2 separate regions of the Sus scrofa genome follow, and region 1 is linked to region 2. A link is a contact called in public promoter capture Hi-C data. All regions are on one chromosome and are shown on one strand. The core of a region is the stretch at or near the end of the contact, and the rest is flanking DNA. Distances in the headings are between cores, read along the strand shown. Region 1 holds the start of CDK2AP1 (cyclin dependent kinase 2 associated protein 1). Region 2 holds the start of TMED2 (transmembrane emp24 domain-containing protein 2).

What was found. Promoter capture Hi-C pulls out the DNA fragments that hold promoters and counts their contacts.
Region 1: a contact with region 2 is called in a promoter capture Hi-C map of liver, with 11 times the contacts expected there. The contact joins the promoter of CDK2AP1 here to the promoter of TMED2 in region 2. A contact is called at or near these places in 2 of 5 promoter capture datasets (fetal liver and liver), 2 of 47 Hi-C or Micro-C datasets (embryonic fibroblasts and retroperitoneal adipose tissue) and 2 of 2 datasets of contacts at active chromatin or transcription factors (alveolar macrophages and skeletal muscle).

What each region holds. Positions count from the first base shown.
Region 1 is chr14:29,628,477-29,632,797 of Sscrofa11.1, forward strand. CDK2AP1 (cyclin dependent kinase 2 associated protein 1) reads left to right here and starts at 2,608. Exons shown (of 4, transcript NM_001190166.1): 1 at 2,608-2,917. The coding sequence starts at 2,863.
Region 2 is chr14:29,398,090-29,402,520 of Sscrofa11.1, forward strand. TMED2 (transmembrane emp24 domain-containing protein 2) reads right to left here and starts at 2,365. Exons shown (of 6, transcript XM_003359088.4): 1 at 2,208-2,365; 2 at 2,072-2,205; 3 at 349-541. The coding sequence starts at 2,250.

The DNA.
Region 1 (4,321 bases), core at 1,358-3,857, 230 kb after region 2:
ATATATATATATATATATATATATTTTTTTTTTTTTTTGGTCTTTTCTAGGGCCGCACCTACAGCATATGGAGGTTCCCAGGCTAGAGGTCTAATTGGACCTGTAGCTGCTGGTCTATGCCACAGTCACAGCAACGTGGGTTCCAAGCCACATCTGCAACCTACACCACAGCTCATGGCAATGTCAGATCCTTAACCCACTGAGCAAGGCCGGGGATTGAACCTGCAACTTCATGGTTTCTGGTAGGATTCGTTGACCACTGAACCACAACAGGAACTCCCTGAACTGTATATTTTATTTTATTTTATTTGGCTGCACCAGTGGCATGCAGAAGTTCCTGGGCCAGAGATTGAACTCCCACCATAGCAGTATCAACATCTCGAATCCTTAACCACTTAAAAGGATAAATTTTATACTAAGTAAACTAGATCTCAATTAAAAACAAAAGGAAAAATATTTTTCAATAACGATTAGTGAGGGGGATGGTGGGCAGCATGTTAAAAACACAACATAGAAAGAAAAGAGCCCACAGCATCTGTAGAAGGGACTGAGGCAGGCCACAGAGATCTGGATTCTTGCTGCAAGGAAATGGAGGTTTTGTCAAACAGCTGGCAGGTGATGGAGCCAGAATGAATACCTTATGAGTCCAATTCTTGTAGTTTCTAGCCCTTCACTGGTTCAACAGGAAAATCGCTAGCTATCATGGCTACTGAGCACTTGACCTGTGGCCAGTCTGAATAAGGATGAGCTGTAAGGGTAAAATACAGTTTGGGTTTTGAAGAGTTTAGTATCATAAAAAAGAATGTAAAGTATCTTAATAATTGCTTTATATTCATTATGTATCAAAATCATACCATTTTGGGGTATATTATGTTAAATAAACTATGTTATAATTGAGATTAATTTCACCAGTTCTTACTTTCTAAAATGTGACTACTAAAACTTTTAAATTATTTGCGTGGCCTGCAATACTTTTCTTTTAGACAATGCTACTCTAGAGTACTGGTCCTCTAGAGGCAGGGTAGCAAAAGGGTGATATTAATTTATTCGTGAAAAAAATTTCACTGAGCATTCTTAAAAAAAAACGTGTTTTTTTTTTTTTTTTTTTTGTCTTTGTCTTTTTCGGGCTGTACCCGTAGCATATAGAAATTTTCAGGCTAAGGGGTTGAATCAGAGCTATAGCTGCCAGCCTATGCCATAGCCACAGCAGCTCAGGATCTGAGCCGAGTCTGTGACCTACACTACAGCTCACGGCAATGCTAGATCCTTAACCCACTGAGCAAGGCCAGGGATCGAACCTGCATCCTTATAGATACTAGTCGGGTTTGTTGCCGCTGAGCCATGATGGGAACACCTAAAAAATTTTTTTTTATTATAGTTGATTTACAATGTTCTTGTCAATGTCTGCTGTACAGCAAAGAGCTCAGTCATTCATACATATATACATACATACACACATATATATATATACTTACACACACTTCTCACATTATCTTCCATTATGTTCTATCACAAGCGATTGGATATAGTCCCCGGTGCCTAACAGCAGAATCACTGAACATTCTTGGCTGAACCAGCCTAAAGCTTATCACAAGGGGTGCTGAGAAGGGAGTGTCACCTGTACCTTCATTCCTAAAGGGATGGAGGGAAGGCATGGATGGTGTCCCTTTGCTTTCAGGCAAAAAGGTTGATGCCTTCCTCAGTAGATCCGGATGTATCTGAATGTCTGTGGCTAATCAAAAAAATTCGGCAAAGCATGGCGATTACAAAGGGCAGAAAAGGGTGGGCATCTCTTGTATTTTGACAAGATTTACTATTCAAGCAGAACTCCAAGAAATAATACCTTCAAAAGCTTCATCACCTAATGCAAAATACATTTGGTGATTGTGTTTCAGTCAGATCTGAGAAGTGGGCTGGGGTGGGGGTAGAGGAGAGTCAAAAATTGCAAAAAAATTCTCCAGGAGAGAAGAAACTTTGTCAAGTTTATTCTGTATCTTTAGCACCTGGAACAGTGCACCGCACACAGTAGGCGCTTCTTAAGTATCTGAATGTGTTAAGATGCAAAATTGTGTGAATGTTCGGGTGTATTTTCCAGGGGAGGAGGCTGCTGGCTTTTGTACAGTCTCAAAGGTGTCTAGGCCCCTAAAGGGTTAAAACCACTTAATACCGACAGGGACGTGAAATTTATTTGAAATCAATGTCAAAAATTGGTTGTTCTTACTCTGGGGTGTAGCCAGACCTTGGCGTCTGGAAAGATCTACGCGCTTAAAAATACCACTCGCCACCATTTTCTCCAGGTAATTTTCCATCCCTGCCCCCACAGTCCAGGGGGAAAAAAGTAATTCTGCAATCCTACCTAGCTATTAAAAAAATTAATCGGTAAAAGAACAAATCTTCAGGCGCCGCCTGCGTAGAAGAAGAAAGGGACCCACGCGGGCCTCGGGCGCCGCCGGGACCCCAGCCCCCCAAACTTTGCCAAGTTGCGGGCGCCGAGCGCGCCCGGAGGCGCGGGGCGCGGCAGCGGGCGGAGCCGCCCCCTGACGCCGGGCCGCGGCGCGCCGGGCCGCCCCCTCCCGGCCCGGGCCGGCCCCGCTGGCTCCGCTCAAAGTTTGCGGCCGCCCCTGCGCCCGCGCGCCCGCCCGATGTATGGGTGATATACTGCAGCGGGTGTCAGGGTGAGGGACGGCCATATTTGCCGGTGCGGCCCGAGCCGTCAACAACAAAAAGTGCGCGGGAGCTCGGCGGGCGCACGGACGGGCGCACGGACGCCGGGGCCGCCTCGCCGCCGTCCGGCCTCGCCGCCGCCGTCGCCCTCGCGGGCCTGGCCCCGCTGCGCCCCGGCGCGCCCCGCCGCTCGGGGGGATGTCTTACAAACCGAACTTGACCGCGCACATGCCCGCCGCCTCCCTCAACGCCGGTAAGTGAGTGCGCCCTGCGGGCCGCGTGCGCCGCGCCCCAAGTGCGGCCAAGTTGAGGGCCCGCGCGCCCGGCCCCGGCCCCGGCTCCCGGGGACCCGCGGCGGCCGGGGGTGGCAGGCACCGGGTCCCGGCCCGGGGCAGCGGGGCCGCCGCCGCCGCCGCCATGATTCTGGCGCCCACGCCGCCAAAGTTCGCTGGTGCGCCCTGTGCCGCGCCGGGCCTCGGGCCGGGCCGGGGCCCGGGGCGCTGGCTGCCGCCGCGGTCCCCCCCACGCCGGCGGCTGAGGGCTCGCGGGGAGCGCGGCGAGCGAGGGCGGGGGAGGCTTTCTCGGCTCCGTTTTCCTCCGGCTTTTGGGCGGCTCGGCGAGGGCCCCTGCCGGCGGGAGTCGGGAGCGGCCGGGCCGCGCGGGGAGCGGGGCTCCGGGAGCGGGGCGCGGGCCGCCCTTGGGGAGCGGGGGTCAAGCCCGGGCGGGGGCCGAGACTGCTGCGTGCACGTGAGCAAGGTTAGGCCACGCGCGGCAGCGCTGCGGGGTGGCGAGCGTGCCAAGTGCAGCCCGCCCTGAGGGCCCGGGGCCGCTGGGGTCACCGGCGGTGCAGGGGACATCATCGGTGGCGGCTCGGCCTGGCGCGTGGGAGCGGGGTGCCCAAAATGGGGCTCGCGGCAAGGTCCCCTCAGGCGTGTGCGGCAGAATGAGCGAAGTTGAAGACCCGGGGTTTCGGAGTGCCTGCAGGCGGAGGGTGGGGGCGGCATTTCGGCCTGGGGCCCGCATTTCGGGGCCCCGCATCTTGAGCCCCCAACTCTGGGTTTGGAAGGTCCCCTCCCGCAGAAGCCTAGGGGCCGTCCTCTCCCTTCCTTGGGGCTGGAACTGGACGGTCCCAGGAAACTCCTCCAGAAGTTGTCAGGCAGCTTTAGGCTGTGTCCAGGGTCTCCTCCCAAGGACGAAAGGCACCGGGGGGAGGGGAGGGTAAAATTGTGGGGTTCGGGGGTGATTTGCTCTTTCCCTTCACTATAGCCCTTCTCCTTTGGACTCTTGGTGGGAAACAAACTTCCAAAAAGCTAGGCGCGTGGGGGCGTGGGGGGGTGTGATTGGCGGGGAGGAGACTGGCGTCTCTGGTCCGAAATGCCACGCTGGCAGTTGTCCGAAAGTTTTGAGCCTTGTCTCCAAATGGTTGACTCCATAACTCCAAAAATCCTATAGGGGACCCAGAAAAGCAATGCATGTAAATAAATAAATATTTATTTATTTTTTAACTTCTTAGACACAGATTGGGGAGTGGAAAGGGTTAAGATTCAGGATGTGATTGGGTGGGGGATAGCTAAGTTGGTCAAATGTGGGCTCTAAGCCTCAAGAGCAAACAGCCACTATTTTCTCTTCAAATGTTCTCACCTCTTCTGGGGTCTGC
Region 2 (4,431 bases), core at 1,115-3,614:
AAATGAGCAAATAAAGATGTACATACCAGAATTAGCAAGTTAACTGAACAACCTAAGATACAAGTAACCTACATGCTTACAAGAGCACAAAGTGACTAAGAAAAGCAGCCAGAAATGGCAACTGTAAAGACTGAAATATAAACATGAACTTCCAGTAACTTCTTTTTGTTAATCAGAAGATTTGGATAATTATAAAGTTTATTTCACAAAAGGTTTTTGGTTGTAAAGACAGTGACTGAATCTAGAATAAGATATCAAAATAAATACTCCATTCAGGCGGATAAAATTTACAGAATATTAATTCTTGGAACATGATTTTTAAAAAAATCTTTAGAATGTTCATCTTACCTTCTGTTTCCATGTCTTGTCCTTTTGGGGCCTCCCCAATATCAATGGTGAACATCACTATCTTTGGAGTCATGGTGGACATCCTATTGCTAAAACAAAACTTATATGTTCCATCCATGTGAGCAGCAAATGTGTATTTCCCACTGGACTCCCGGTCTCCTTTATAAATTCCTTTATTATCAGGCCCTGTAATCTGGAGGCAGGAGAGAAATGTGTGAGATTACACAAAAGATTCAAAATCATAAAACTTCTAAAGTGAAGTCCATCAGCAATAGGACATTCACTAAGAAAATGTAACCTGCACTTGACTCCACTTCACTTAATGACAGAACTCCACAAAATTCCTGTCGTAGTGCAGCAGAAATGAATCTGGCCAGGAACCATGAGATTTCGAGTTCGATCTCTGGCCTTGCTCAGTGGGTTAAGGACCAGGCCTTGGTATGAGCTGTGGTGTAGGTCGCAGAGGTGGCTGGGATCTGATGTTACTGTGGCTGTGGTGTAGGCGGGCAACTACAGCTCAGATTAGACCCCTAGCCTGGGAACATCCATGTGCCGTGCATGCGGCACCGAAAAGACAAAACACAAAACAAAACAAAACCCTAAGAATTTTGAGCAAGCTACATGTCTGGGTCTCGCTAATTGATTACTGCCAGCCAGTAAAGGAATCTGCTTTATCTGAGATGCCTGAAGACATAAGACAAAGGACTAGATTGGATATTCTGAGACCCATGTTCTCATCCTAGGCTGCTGCATATCAGCTGTTAGACTTTGTTCAAGTTGCTTTCTCTTATGAAGCCCATGCCACCTGTAAAACTTGTAGACTGGAATAGCTGGTGTCTTAAGCTCTCAGCTAACTTTAACAGTCAGTCCTTCCAGTAGCTCCTTATTTCTGGATTTCACTTGTTTTGTGGAATTTATGCCCAACTCCGCTGAGGGTCAGTGTCAAATGGAAAATCCTTAGACCTAATTAATCATGCTAACGGATGACTTTAAATATTAATTACATCTGATTTTCTAAAAAAAGTTAGAGGCGAATCATTCTTTTGGCTTAAAACAAGACACAGGAAATAATTTACAGACTGTTGGCTTCTTAAAATAATTTTCCGTTTTCTCCACTTCGCTGCAGTCATTACACCTAAAATGCATAACCAGCCTCACTCCCCTAGCCGGAGATGGCTAAACGAGGTATCACGTAAAGGAGATTCACGTAAAATCGGGTAATCTGGATCATTTCCATGAAAAATAAAACACAACGCGAACGTCTGCCTACATATCTCAATAGCTTTCGATTTACTTTTTCAGAAGTTTCCATGTCACGTGCCAACTTTAATTTGCACTATGGAGGAAAGCAGCTGCTGACCGTTCGAGACCCGCCACCAGCTAAACGAGACTGTGAAGCGCCTCCTGGGCCCAGATCTGACACGCGGCGCCTGGTCGACAAAGCTCGGCAAGAGGTTCCAAGGGGAACCCGCCATTCAAGCTGAGTATCCAAAGCAATCAAGCAACGGTTACGTATCCCGTGGGGAGCCCGGAATCCGGGGAGATGCGGGGAAAAGGGAGGTTAGAGGGTCGCTGGGTGGCGGCCAGCGCCCCTCCCAGAACTCGGACAGTGGCCTCGATGTCCCGCTCCCCCCGCGGGCCCCGCGCGCCGGCGGGCCCCGCGCGCCGGCAACCCCCGAGCGGCCGCAAGACCCCGCTTCGGTCGCGGGCAGCGCGCCCGCACCTCCACGTCGATGTCCAGGAAGCCGCCCTCGGCCACCTCGAAGATGAGGCCCATCTTGGTGCCCGAGGTGACCCGCTCGAAGAAGCACTCCTCGGCATGTGCGTCGATGCTGACGAAGTAGCCCGAGGCCGTGCCAGGAGGGCGGCCAAGAGCACCAGCAGCTCAGCGAGCGTCACCATGGTGGGGCTGGGGCCGAAGCCAGGACCGGGAGCGCGGCCTCCAAAGCCGCCGTGGCCGCCGCCGCCACCACTACCTTCTCAGCCGCCGCCGCCTCAGCCCCGCCCCTTCCGGCTGCGCCACCCGAGGGGGCTGATGCGGGCGCCGTGGATTGGCGGGCGCCTGCAGCTGCCACGTAACGGACGCACGGCAGCCGCCGAGGGACAAGGCGTCTCCGCGCGGGCCGAGCCTGGACGGTGGCTCCGAAGGACCAGAAACCATTGTCCTCTTCCTCTCTCCAGTCGCGCTTACAACTTAAATTTCACATGGACCACACGAGGAAAAAACAGTAGCAATAACCCTCCTCCCCCTAGTGCAGTATCTTCTTAGGATTGTCCGTAAAGATGGCAGAAGATTTGGAGGCAGTAATAGGAGTGGAAGGAGGAAATGGAGCTGAAACCAAGGGCTTTAATATTTATGTTAGCCTGCCCTCACCTCGCAAAAACCGACGGAGGAAGGATGGAGAAGGGTATAGAGACTGGGAAAGGGCACGAGAGAGAACCTCCTGAGATGTTGGAAATGTTTTACATCGTCACCTAAACGATGGGTACATGAGTGTTTACATATGCCTTTTTAAAAACTAAAGAAACTGTATACTTAATACGCCTTATTTCACTGTATGTATATATAATACAACTACCGAAAACAAAAAACCTTGTCTACATCCTCCAAAGTTAGAATTCTCTCACTTCCCTAGAGTCTAGTTGCCACCCCCATGGCCCCATTGCTCTTGCCAGCTACTGGGACAATTTTTTTGTACACTTTGCCTCCTGGCATACTCCTACACACCCCTCAAAACCCAACTCAAATGTCACCTCTCCTCTTCTTGAAATGTTCCTAGATCTCCCACTGCCAAATTCTAGCCCCTTCCTCTGTGCTTACAAGGTAGATTTGCACCCTCTAAGTTATACTTATTTACCAGTCTGTGTCACTCATGAGGCACAAGTCTTGGCACATATATGCTGCTCTCTCAGGCCCTCCCCTAGGGTCACAAAAGATCTCACTCATGATGTGTTAGTTGACACATCAAGTTCATTGAACTGGCCTGATGAGGAGACCTGGGTTGTTACTCCAGTTTTACACATAGTTGTGTAACCTTAATTATGTTCCATCACTCTCTGAACTTAAATTTCCTTATCTGTATAAAGGGGGTGATAGCACATTTTATGCTTATCATGTAAAGTTATCATGAAGATCAGATGATACCATTTATGTGAATAAGCAATGCAAGTTTGAAGGATTATTTCTTCAAAGACTACCAGACAATAGGGGGCAGTAGTGGCCCAATATCCAGTTTCCTGCTCAGGTGTCAATAAACAGATGCAGGTACTGTGAAAGAAGATTCCAGGCTATGACAATGCGTTATCGAACTCAGAGTTCTAGTAATGGTCTCCTGATTCCCCACCTTCCAAACTGTGGCAAAGGCCCTGCTTCTTCTGGCAGGTCAGTTCTGCAGTGTTATCCGGACAGCCATAGCTAGAGGGAGGCTCAGCCTAGAGCCTGCCCTTCCAACTTCACCAACCCATTTATGAGCTTGTATTTTCCTACAGTAAATCTCTTTTTGCATTTAATACCTTCAGAGGTTTCCTATTAAGCTGAATTAAATTGATGAATACAGCCTTTTCAACTTCTCAAGCAACTCAACTCTAGAAAAGTGCCAAGAATAATCCTGGTGTTTTTTTTTCAAGTCTGTTTTTATCTAGGTATTAAAGGTTAATTTTCATTTTCAAAATGATTAACATTCTAACTCCACTGTTCAGGGATTGATTGATTGATTGATTGATTTTAGCTTTTTGTGGCCAAACCTGTGGCATATTGAACAGGCTAGGGGTCAAACTGGAGCTGCAGCTGCCAGCCTACACTGAAGGTCACAGTAACACCAGATCTTTAACCCACTTGAGGAAGGCCAAGGAGCAAACCCGCATCTTCATGGATACTGGTCTGGTTCTTAACCCGCTGACTCACAATGGGAACTCCTATCTTTTCTATTTTAAAAGTGACTGTGCTATTAGGAGTTCCCCTCATGGCTCAGCAGTTAATGAACCCAACTAGGAACCATGAGGATGCAGGTTCAATCCCTGGCCTCGTTCAGTGGGTTAAGGATCTGGCATTGCCAGTGAGTCTTTGATGTAGATCGCAGATGT